3 separate regions of the Mus musculus genome follow, and regions 1 and 3 are each linked to region 2. Evidence: chromatin contacts called from public promoter capture Hi-C data. All regions are on one chromosome and are shown on one strand. The core of a region is the stretch at or near the end of the contact, and the rest is flanking DNA. Distances in the headings are between cores, read along the strand shown.

Region 1 (3,841 bases), core at 1,197-3,696, 2.0 Mb after region 2:
AATGTGTCAATCATATGGACGAGCTTTCTAGACCTGGGGCAGATCCTTAGAAGGCTTTCATCAATGACGTCAGCAGTGTTCCTGTTGTCATGGTCACTACTTTTCAATAAACATCTCCTGCTTATTATCTCATTCACACCACTCAGAGACCTATGTGAGCAGCTATGCAATTCAAGGGTTGTCTGCCTTCTGCCTTCTGGCTCCTTGTAAGTGAGTTGTCCTAGAGGGCAGAATGCAAATACATCACCAAGGTCACCTCCCAGCTTTTCTAATTTACACATGTATAAGATAAATGCGACATAAGCTCAATTTAAAAGTAAGATATCCCATTTCGTTTCTATAATAGTATAATATTTTTTAAAGCTAGAACATGTTATGGTTTTTTAAAAAAAATGGAAGGAGTTCATGCTTTATGATGGCCATGACTGTCCTATCACGGAGTCCGTATGTTGTTTGAGTCTCCCTGTTTGGTAGCTATGCAGGTTCTAAGGACCCTGAAGTCCATCAGGAATGATGAACCCTTCCCTTTCAGATGGCTTTGGTAACATTCGGAAGAGAAACATGAGCCTGGCCCCACTTCAGGATTGAAAATACCATGTGAAAATGGGGAGGTATGAGGGCTTTGCAGGGTGTGGTGGGGGAGCAATTAAAGGAGAGGTACTTCTTCCAGGTGAAAAGAATAAAATCTGAGTTGTACCTAAGGCCCTGGTTAGAGCCATACATTATATATTGTTATCCTTATCTTACGAGTTAATACAGTTGGGCTTGTCAGTCACCAGGTCAGGAGCCTCTCCAAAAGGTAGCCAGCTAAAGAGAAAGGACTGTCTTCTTAACGAGATAATTTACCCTGGTAACTGTTAGCCTTCCCACAATGTGGAGTTCACAGAGCTTCTGTCACACAGGACTCTATTGCCTACTGGCTTATGGTAGTAGGGCAAGCTTTCTAGATGTTTCTCTATAGACCCAAACTCTCCTTTGACAGCCACATAAATGCCTATATTAAGGGCATGGATAGCCTCTCTTCTCCTTCTAGCAGATGCCAAGTGGTTTGTCTTTCTTTCCTCCAACTCTAATATAACCATCCTGGAACTTCCTTCTAAGTCAGCTTCTTTCTTAATGTTTTTATTAAAGAGACTAAAAACCCACGCAAGTGAACACCGTTTTTGCACTAACACCTATGATGGGTGTAAATTTTTCCACGAGAGCATTCTGTATCTGATCATCATCACCTAGCTTCTCTTCCCCCGTTGTGAAAAAAAAAAAAAAAGAAAAAAGAAAAAAGAAAAGAGAAAAAAATGACCTGAGCTGCAGTGGCAGGCACCAACAAAGGTACTTTTCACTGGAGCTGAAGCGGCACTGCCTGGAACACACAGCATGCTCAGGACAACTGTTGCTCTGATGCTGATGAACCGGCTGAAGGGGCAGTTGATTTAAATACCTCCACCTTCCTACAACTATGCAAATAAGGGCTTTTGTCTTTCTTTGTGGCACAGCCCTACCTCAAAGCTTCCAAAGCAGTGGACAGTGCTACTCCTGGGCCAACCATCCTCATTTTAATAGCAATTACAAATCTGAGTTGTGACGTATCTTAGTGATACAGCATTTGCTTAGTATAGGCAGCGCGTGCGCGCGCGCGGGCACACACACACACACACACACACACGCAGAGAGAGAGAGAGGGGGGGGGAGAGGGAGAGAGAGAGCGAGCGCGCAATCTGCATGTTGATCACACTCACACACACCCACTCCCACAAATCAGCAGCTATGATTCTGGCTCAACTTGTTATTCTTCAACAGCTGCGGAATAAATCCTGGCTGTTAAAATGTTTTACCGCTTGACAGCAAAGCAAGAATTGCAACAGATGATAATTTATGAAAACACAGAGTATCTAGGAAAAAATACGGGGGGCGGGGGGCGTCCTTTAAATAAGACAAAATGTATAGGAAAGGCATGAGGCCAGGGAAAAGAATGCCTAATATCAATAGGAAGCTTAGAGCAGGAGACTCACCCAAGGGCTGAAAGATGTACTGTGTCTGGCAGCAGAGATCTCAGGCTGGCAGTGGCCACTGCAGGAGGTTGAGAGGAGAGAGGCAGACCACAGTCACCTGTAGTGAAAAACAAAACAAATATCCTTTATTTCCTGAATCTAACCTCATAGTAAATTTCGCTCGCGGAGGGATTTTCCTGACCACTCCACCCTTTCTCATATAAACAGTCAATTGTGGCAAGGCTCCATTCTGTCTCTCGGGGGGAAAAAAAAATGAGAAAAGTGTCTATCTAAGGTAGAGAGTTTCCTCAGGTGGGACCAAGATCCAAGAACCTGTTGTTGCTGGTGGTGGACGTGGAAGACCGAGGGCTTCTCAGTGAGTCACCCGGGATCAGCTCCGGTGTGGACCCTCAGGGCAGAACAACTGCAGTGAAGGGGGCGGGAGTGTGAAGAAACAGCTGGCCACTCCCCTGCTGTTGGCTGCTGGGAACTAGAAGCTAACCATGGAGGAGACTTGGAAAGGGGAGCTTACATAGTTTTTTTTGGGGGGGGGGGTAATTTCAATTTTCAATTGTCTGCTCTTGATTTTTAGCACCTCAAGACTTCCTGATATTTATTTATTTTAAGAACTTAAGAGCTCCAATCAGTTTTCAGTTTTCGTTCTAACTGCACTCCCATGGCACAATTTTACATAAAGCTGATAACTTAATTGACTGAAAGGAAAGGAACTTCAGAGTTTGAAGAAGTAGGCGCCAAAGATTTAAGGAAGTAGAGAAAGAGACGGTTTAAGACAGATGAGAACAAGAGGGACTTGCTTGAGGTTATTAGATGATTAAAGGATTCTTGCATCCCGATAAACTTCCAATGGCGCAGAAATCACTCACAAGTACCCACTCCCCACACTTGGCTCTTGCAGTTTAAGCAAGCCCCTAAAGGGGGATGGGCCTCCTGAATAAGTGGAGCCGGGGAAGGGAAGGCAATGTCCGGGATGGGAGTGGTTGGGTGTTTTCAGAGCTGGGAGAGGGATGTCTGCAGCGCTGGCTCTTACCTTCCCCAGAAATCCCGGTGCTGTGAGTCAAGAAAAATGAAAACAGCTGCGGATTAATTTTCCTGGAAAACACGCCCACCTCTCTGGCTCTGCTGTAACATAGCAACTCTATGACTGAAGCATCTGCAAGGAAGAGAATCCCTGTTAAATTTCCAAGATGCAGAGGATGGATCACAGACCAGGCAAAGTCAAAGGCAGGCAAATCCTTCTTCACGTGAACATTTAAAATTGTAACAACAGAAAGACCCGGTGTGGAAATGCGGTGCTTCTGTAACAAATTTAATTACCAATGGGTTTACATCAGCGCTTCGAAGTTTGAAGTTTGAGTTGAAGTTGAGGTATCCTGGCTTCCATCCCCAGGTTATGTTCCGTTCAGGGCACACACTGTAGAAATCACATCTGGTGCTGCTCACTGTCTGCTGGACTATCTACCAGCAAAAGCCAAAACCTGGCATACTAAACAGATTTCTTCCTCCATTGTGCTGAAATAAAAACCTAGAACTTGTCTTCCACAGAGGAGACATGACACACATCTTGTAAGAAGCAGAATTGGGGAGTATTTATGGCAAATATACACAAATAAATAGAACTTTATAGTTAACCATAAATCCAAACTTTATTTTAAAACAATGTGTAATTTACTTTTTCCATTTTAAAGTTTTTCATGAGTCCAATGATCAAACCTTTAAAGAAAAACGTCACTTTATATGCATACATATTGTACATACATCTGTGTATATATGAAAGGCACTGGTATATGAATTTGTATTTTGTCAATAAGAGGAGATAGGAATATGATTACCCA
Region 2 (3,941 bases), core at 1,104-3,603:
GATACTTTCAAATGAGAAGAATCAAAATTTAAAGAAAACTGCAAATTATCCTCTCAGGAAGAACAGGCAGTGAGCTAGCAGGGTTGCCTGAGAATAGGGTCCTTCCATACTGCATCTGTGAGAAATACAGAGAGAATGGCAGGGTACTGAACTGTCACAGCCTGTTGCAAACAGTAAGAGCCGTACTTGCAACCACTGGCCTTATAAAGGCTTTCTGCACAATGACCATGATTTTTAATGTTCTTTTTTTCTTTTTTGTATGTGTGTATGTTTTCATGCTCCCGTGTGTGTGTGTGTGTGTGTGTGTGTATGTGTGTGTGTGTGTGTGTGTGTGTAGTGCTAGATATGTGTTTGCACGTACATGGTGGTCACAGGCTGAAGACATGTATATTCCTCAATCTTAAGTTTTACCATAATGAAATGCTTAGTTTATTTTAAAATTCCTATTTTTTTTTTTAAAAGAGCTTACTCTCTCTTTTCTCTAGAAGGTTCTCAAAATACGCTGCGGCAAAAGCTGGTATATTGTCCGGTTGCTCCCTCAGAATCTCCCGTGTCAGCCCTTCAAGAAGATTTCCAAATCCTTGTGGAATTCGGTAGTGGGTGTTGGAGAAAGGAATCGACATCTCCTCGGAAAGAATTGCCTATATGGTACCTAAAGATTCAGTAAAAAGTGCCTAATTTAAATTATATAATCACAAGTTTCACAAACCAACTCACTATCACGACTCAAATCATTTCTCAAACACACATACCATATTTTGGACTTTAAAAAGAAAAAAGTCACACAATCTAGGTCCTGGTGCTCTCTCTATCTCAGTAGATCTGAATCAAATCCACGCACATCCTATTGTGGCCGAAGTGAACTGACTCTCACAAAATGTTCTCTGACTTCCATAGGCTGACGACATCATGGAGGCCGTGCCCATACACATGCACATACTAAATAAATGAACACCAAATTCACCCCACCACGTCTATCCTTTTCTCCTAGAGTTTTGAATTCTACCACTGAACTATTTTGTTTGTTTTCTGAGACAGAGTCTCTCAACATAGCTCTGGCTGTTCTGTAACTATGTAGACCAGGCTGCCCTCTAACTCAGAGATCTACCTGCCTCTGTCTCCCAAGTGCGGCGATTAGAGCCAGCCTGGTGGATAAACACTATGCTTTGTGAATTATAGTATCATAAATCCAGATCCATTAAATTAGACAAATACATATTTTCAAAGTTAGAGAACCACAGTTTTCACTAGATTAAGTACTTTGTTTTTCTGTCCTTAAGAGGTGAGGGTAGATGTTGCAAGCCCACAGTATTGAAGAGACAATGATTGCTGAGAAGCTGGTATAAACAATCCCCTTTACATTGCTGAGAAGAAACTATTTCAAGTGCAGTACTTGGGAGGCAAGGGTAGGTGGGTCTTTGTGAGTTCAAGGTCAGCCTTGTCTACAGGGTGAGTTTCCGGACAGCCAGGGGCTAAACAGAGAAACCCTGCCTCAAAAACCCAAAAATCAAACAAATAGCAAGCAAGCAAACAAAAATCTAGTCGTTCTAGAAATTATTATAATTTGTTGAATAGTTTCACTTGTTTTTCAGCCCCAACTTTTGAAGCATGTTCTCAAGTGCCTCTGCTTTCTGATGAGGGATTGTGAAAGGGGAGGTCGTGTATTTGGGAGTCAGCTTTTGATGTTTGGGGAATCTTATTTTCTGGTTTTCTCAGGCCTTCTTTTATCTTATTATTCGAGGACTGGCTTAAAGGTGGCTGACATAGGATTTGATTATTGAGAAAAGAGAGCTTCGGGTCTGGGCGTGTGCTCCCTCTGCCTCCCCCAAGAAGCACAAAGGCGGCGCTGGTTGGGGTCGAGGCTGGAGGACTAGAGGTTTAACAAGGCCTAACCTGTGGAGTCTCTTCCCTTTCTCTCTTTTGGCCACAAACAGCAGATTAGATATCGAATCTTGAGAGCTGTGTAAAGCCCTGAACCGGGCGGGGGAGGACAGGCTGTCGAGGGGAAGCAGGTCAAACCGTGGGCGGGACGCCAAAGACCTAGCGTTCCAGATTCTCCGAGAAAGGGCTTGCCAGGCTCTCTGTCTGGTCCAGGAGTTGCGGGAGTATTGGAGATGCGGAGAGACTACGGCACGAAGGAAAATGGCGAAGCCTCCACATTGGAGAGGGAGTGGGGGAAACTGCCTCACCTCTTCTTTCTCTTCAAGCTGGTGCGGATGGTTCCAGTGTTTTATCTCGTTGCTGGGTAACCGTTTTTTTTTTTCTTTTTTCTTTTTTCTTTTTTTTTTAACTACGGAGGCCGGGAGGGGAGCGCCCTGCGCCGCGCCGCGCCGCGCCGCTGATGGTTTCGCGTACTGAAGGCTTGAGGGTGGGGCCCGATAGGTAGACCCTCCCAGGCCCCGCCCACTACGCAAGACCACGCCTCTGCCCTGTCCCCGCCCCCGCATAGGGGCTCTTCCTGAATTCGGCGGGTTAATCAGGATCTTCACAAACATGGTTTCCCCGGGGCCTGTGTTTGGGATAGTGCTGCTCATAATCGCGCGAGTCAGCAGAAGTGCAGGTGAGGTGTCACAGCTGTGCCGGACCCTTGCCTTTCAGATCTTCTGCAGGATCATGGCATGCGTCCCCTTTAAAGGTCTGGTTTGAGTCAGAACTGGACTTTTCGCACCTAGTTCTGGCTCAAGGTACTGTTGGGCCCATCTACTGCCTTTTTCATGCAGGGTACCTCATTTGCAGCATAGGAGGCAGGGAGAGACTTCGGTTTACCCATTGGAATAGGCTCCAGAGTCCCCAGACCGAAGCCTTGAGGAGAGCTCAAAGAGAAGGGGGCGAAGCTTAGTTAGATAATATTTGGAAACAGGTGTCTGAGTCATCCAAAATACTTCAACACCTGCCCCCTCAGTAGTGCCCTTGGGGAGGGCTTCTGTCGGGATGGGTGCCTTGAGGGAATTAAATTTTACTAGTTTCTAAGTGGTTATTAGGGCTAAGAAATACAACCCCCTCACTAGCTCAGAATAATTTAAGGTTCAGCTCTGAATTTTGATACAGCCTAAGAGATACTAGTGGAGGGGTAAGACTCATCACACTGGAGAGGGAGCTATTTCACACTGGCCATTGTGCAGGTCAGAGCTTGTCATCTGACTAACCTGAGCTGGACATTGCCCTCTGCATGGAGATATCAAAAGATAGGAATCTATTCACTTAAAGTAAAAGGTTACTGCTGGAGCCACCCACCCTTCTTTTCTTTGTATCACTGAAAGAGTGGACCTCATCCATAGACTGTCAATAAATGAAATTTGGGGGGGGGGATGAGAATATAGCTCAGTGATAAAGCTCTTGGCTGGAGTGCTAGGAATTTGTGGTCCCATTACCATTATCCTCACAGCAAAAATGAAATTGCAATTCCTTTGGAATTAGATGACGTTGATTCTCATTCTGTCATAAACTACCTTCTGAGGCCTGTCAAGGACATTACTGTCTTCTTTCTTAAGAACTCTGCTACACGAGTAAGCTCCTAGTAGATTGTAAGATCCTTGGCAGCAAGAATTTTTATCTACTATTGGAATTATTTTTCCTTCCAGGGTTGCAGTCTCAATGTGTAAAGTACTAGGTATCATTAAAGAGATATTCATTGAATTCATAGCTGTTCTAATTATTCTTTAAAATTGCTTAATCTATTTGTGCTCTAGTCCCTTGATGGGTAATGTGGTTAGGTTATATCTCTTCATCGGTAGTAACACAATTAACACGTTTATTATAAAGATAATTTCCACCTCTAAATTTTTTTTTTCTCACCATAAATCCATTCACAAAGAGCTTCTATAACTGAATGTTGGCAAACACAGAAGGGCTTGGGAAGGCATTCCCCATCCTATGGACTGCAACATTGTTGCCCATGTAAGGAATATTTTCTTCACTCTGTTCTTCCAACTCAAGTCTTC
Region 3 (3,870 bases), core at 598-3,097, 1.9 Mb after region 2:
AACCCAGTGTTTGGGAGCATAGCAAACAGGTCTTCTGTCCCTTGCAGATTAATCTGATGTTCTCTGGGGTTTAAACCTAGCTCAACCAGAAAACAGGCTGCCTTTCACAGTCCCACATATGCCAAAACACATTTTTGTTAACAAAGCAAATCCTAGTTCTTTGTGTAGGTAGAGTTGCAGAAAGTGAAGATCTATAGGCAACTGAGGAAAGCTAGAAGCAGGAGAGAGGTTCTTGCCCCAAGGAATGGCATACCAATTGGTTTTCCAGTGCCAAATGATCAGTAGTACACAAGTAATGTTATATAGATGAAGTTATAATTAGGAATAAATGTGTGTGTACAGATATATGTGTGCATGCAATAACAATTAGAGTAACAAGAGGCCATGAATCTGAAGGAAAGTGGGAAAGGATATGTGGGAAGGTTTGGAGTGAAGAAAAGCAAGGGAGAAATGTAGTTATATTATGATTTAAAAATTTAAAGAGAAAAAAATTAATTTTAAAAATCATAACTACATTTGTCAACTGTTGTTATCATATTTAAAACTATTACCCAAGAAAAACATATATATATATACATATATGTATATATGAAAGTGCCAATACTCTTTAGAGGTATGCCAATATTCTTGCTCAATTACTATATTTTTTTCTTTTTGTCTTTCTGCTTAAGATTGTCTCACATATAGTGGATGAAGCTTTTGTGAGAGAGACCTTCTTTTCTGAGTAGATATTACTTCCAAAAAAGGCAAAAACAACAACTAAGGCTAAACTAATAAAAGACCAACACTAGTGAAGCTCACTCTCTATGCTAAGGATATATCAGCAAAATTGATAATGGCAAGATCAATGCTATATCACACAAGTGATTTTGATGATATGATGATGATGATGATGATGATGGATTCTTCCTAACCCTCAGAAACTGACCCCTTCCCATGCAGTATCTTTTTCAGGGCTATCTTTACTTCCTTATTCCTCAAAGTATAGATCAAAGGGTTCAGCATTGGACCTACCAAGTTCATCAGAATTTGCACGACAGTTCCCAGCATGGGGTTTGGTGTAGGCTGTAGGTATATAGTGATTATAGGTCCATAGGCACAGAGGATAGCAATGAGGTGGGCACTGCAGGTGGAGAAGGCACGCTGACGCCCCTCAGTTGACTGAATACTCAAGATGGAGATTGTGATTCGTGTATAGGACAGAAGGATCAGGAGAAAGCAGACAAGGGACACTAGACCAACATTAGTGAAGCTCACTCTCTGTGCTAAGGAGGTATCAGCAGACGCCAATGGCAAGATGGCTGGTATGTCACAGAAGAAGTGGTCTACTTCATTGGGACCACAGTAAGGCAAAGTGAAGGTGAGGGAAGTTAAGACGCTGGAGTGGAAACATCCTAATAGCCATGTGCCCACAGCTAGAGCCACACAGATCTTAGAGTTCATGATGACCGAGTACCGAAGAGGGTGACAAATGGCAGCAAAGCGGTCATAGGCCATCACTGTATACAGAAAGCACTCAATGCTCCCAAGAAAATGAAAGAAGAAGAGCTGGGAGACACAGTCTTGGTAGGAGATAAGTCTGCTAAGTCCCATAAGGTAAAAGAGCATTTTTGGACAGGTCACAGAAGAGAAACCCATATCAAATACGGACAAGTTCCCCAGGAAAAAATACATGGGTGTATGAAGGCGAGTTGAGGAAATAACAGCCACAAGGATAGATACATTTCCCACTAGGGTACAGGCATAGAAGGGCAGGAATAACACAAAAAGCAGAGTCTCAAAGCCCTCTGTGTGTGGGATCCCCAGGAGGATGAACTCAGTCACCACTGAGCAGTTTTTTATCTCCATGAAAGGCAGCTCCAGGAGAGGAAGAAGAAGCATCGGTGGTGGAGAAAGTCTTGGCTAAAGAATGCACATGATCAGAAAATGAAATGCAACTGGCAGTGTGTTTGGCTCTATGCCACAGAAAGATTGCTCATAATCCAATTTAGAAAATGTTATTACAAAAATTCTTGCCATAGCCAACTGAATGTTTTGTCCACGAAATAGTTTTGCTGTATTGATTCCAAGTGCAGACGTTTCTTGTTAAGTTAACGCTGAGTAAAGATCATGTTTGAGAAAGTAAGGACAATATCCACATAAATATATGCTGCTCCTTCGCCATGGCAGAGAAATATCAAGCCTCAAAATAATTTAAAATTTTTCACATCACTGGAGTCAGGAACTACAATTTCAACACCATTTTATTTGCAACCCACTATTAATAGTAGCCTTACATTTTACCCCTTTGTTCATGAAGTAAGATTAACTGATCACTAGTTAACTGCTTAAAACATGTTTATTTAATCTCAGTTCACTTAATTCTCACAGAATGTCTATGCTTTAGGTCTGGAATAAAGTAAATACTAATGCATTGGCTAGGATAAGCAACTCAGCTAAATCCAGGTTAATGGGAGAAATTAGGATCTAAAATTTTTTTTGTAGATATCAGTCTTTTCACTTTGTTATCTGTGATGTCATTTTCATATTGCTGCACCTATTGAACCAGGCACAAACATTAGTTGTGTTCTTGCCCTCTTAGCAAGCAATGGAAGATTAATGTGTCTTTCTGACTGTGCACATCAGCACACACGCATATACAAATATTTGTGAAGTCTAGGAGTACACTGTGTCATGTATAACTATACCCATAGTGGAAAGTATAATACTTGGCATTATGAAATGCTGAGAAATTAAAGCTCTCAAGATAAAATTGTTCAGTGCCTAGAAAGAACTGGATAAATTGATTTCCTTTTCACATACTTATGTGAAAGATCAGATAGCTATGTTCCCAAGTAACCTTGTAAAGTAGTTGATACTATGCTTTTGCTACAATCCACTAAATATTTTGGCTCTGGTAACTGGAGAACACTTGCTATTGTTCTACAGAAGAAAGGAAGAGAGAAAGAAAGGAAAGAAAGAAAGAAAGAAAGAAAGAAAGAAAGAAAGAAAGAAAGAAAGGAAGAAAGGAAGGAAGAAAGGATGGAAGAAAGAAAGAGGGAAGGAGGGAGGAAGAGAAAGAAGGAAGAAAAGAAAGAAGGAAAATAAGTAGGTTACAAATGAGAGCTACACATGTATTTATCATATCCATTCCAAATGCCTGTCATCCATTTAATAGAAATGCAAATAAACCTATCTAAATACAGGCTTATTGAGAATTTCTATTTTATTAGGCATTTTGAATCAAGTACAAATTCTTTGTAAAAGGAAATATTAAGAAAGGTATCTGTGAGCTGATTCTCAAGCAAGATCAAAAAAAAAAAAAAAAAGAAAGAAATTGCTATATTTTATTTTTTTATCAATGGATGATTTTATAAATCCTGGATTCTGAGATCATTTGTAAACAAGCATTTCAGATTCTCTTCTATGGATAACATGCACTATGAGCAGATGTGAACATGACACTTAACATGACTTACAAGAAGGAAGTGTGCTCTTTAAGCTTCTGTCCATTGGTCTTAACATGGCTGTTGATTCATATTGAAATTGGAGATTTCTGGAGAAACCACTGAGGGATCTTCTCTCATGCTCACTAAAGTTCTTCTTAGCCAAGAAACAGGGACAATTACAAAAAAAAACTGAATGTGCCTCTGTATTCCACAAAACTGCCTTCCAGGCAACCTCATTATTTTCTCATATATGGAAATTTAAATGATTTTGGAGCCCTTCAGAGTCAGTGAATGTATGCTATTCCAACAGGTTTCTGAACAGAAAGGATAATCAGATACTAGTAACAATTCCAACTAAGGTTGTTCGGATAATGCCTTATCTAGTGGCATTACTTTGAAATTATTTTAAATAATAAAATGAAAGTTAAAAATGTAGAGCCAT

What was found. Promoter capture Hi-C pulls out the DNA fragments that hold promoters and counts their contacts.
Region 1: a promoter capture Hi-C map of cranial neural crest shows a contact between it and region 2. The contact joins the promoter of AW551984 here to the promoter of Spa17 in region 2. A contact is called at or near these places in 2 of 39 promoter capture datasets (cranial neural crest and hippocampal neurons).
Region 3: a promoter capture Hi-C map of hippocampal neurons shows a contact between it and region 2, with 5 times the contacts expected there. The contact joins the promoter of Olfr958 here to the promoter of Spa17 in region 2. A contact is called at or near these places in 2 of 39 promoter capture datasets (cranial neural crest and hippocampal neurons).

What each region holds. Positions count from the first base shown.
Region 1 is chr9:39,601,206-39,605,046 of GRCm38.p6, forward strand. AW551984 (expressed sequence AW551984) reads right to left here and starts at 2,447. Exons shown (of 20, transcript NM_001199556.1): 1 at 2,322-2,447; 2 at 2,010-2,106.
Region 2 is chr9:37,611,367-37,615,307 of GRCm38.p6, forward strand. Spa17 (sperm autoantigenic protein 17) reads right to left here and starts at 2,354. Exons shown (of 5, transcript NM_011449.2): 1 at 2,190-2,354; 2 at 470-652. The coding sequence starts at 623. Siae (sialic acid acetylesterase) reads left to right here and starts at 2,455. Exons shown (of 10, transcript NM_011734.4): 1 at 2,455-2,560. The coding sequence starts at 2,494.
Region 3 is chr9:39,549,022-39,552,891 of GRCm38.p6, forward strand. Olfr958 (olfactory receptor 958) reads right to left here and starts at 1,848. Exons shown (of 1, transcript NM_146330.1): 1 at 910-1,848. The coding sequence starts at 1,848. The coding sequence ends at 910.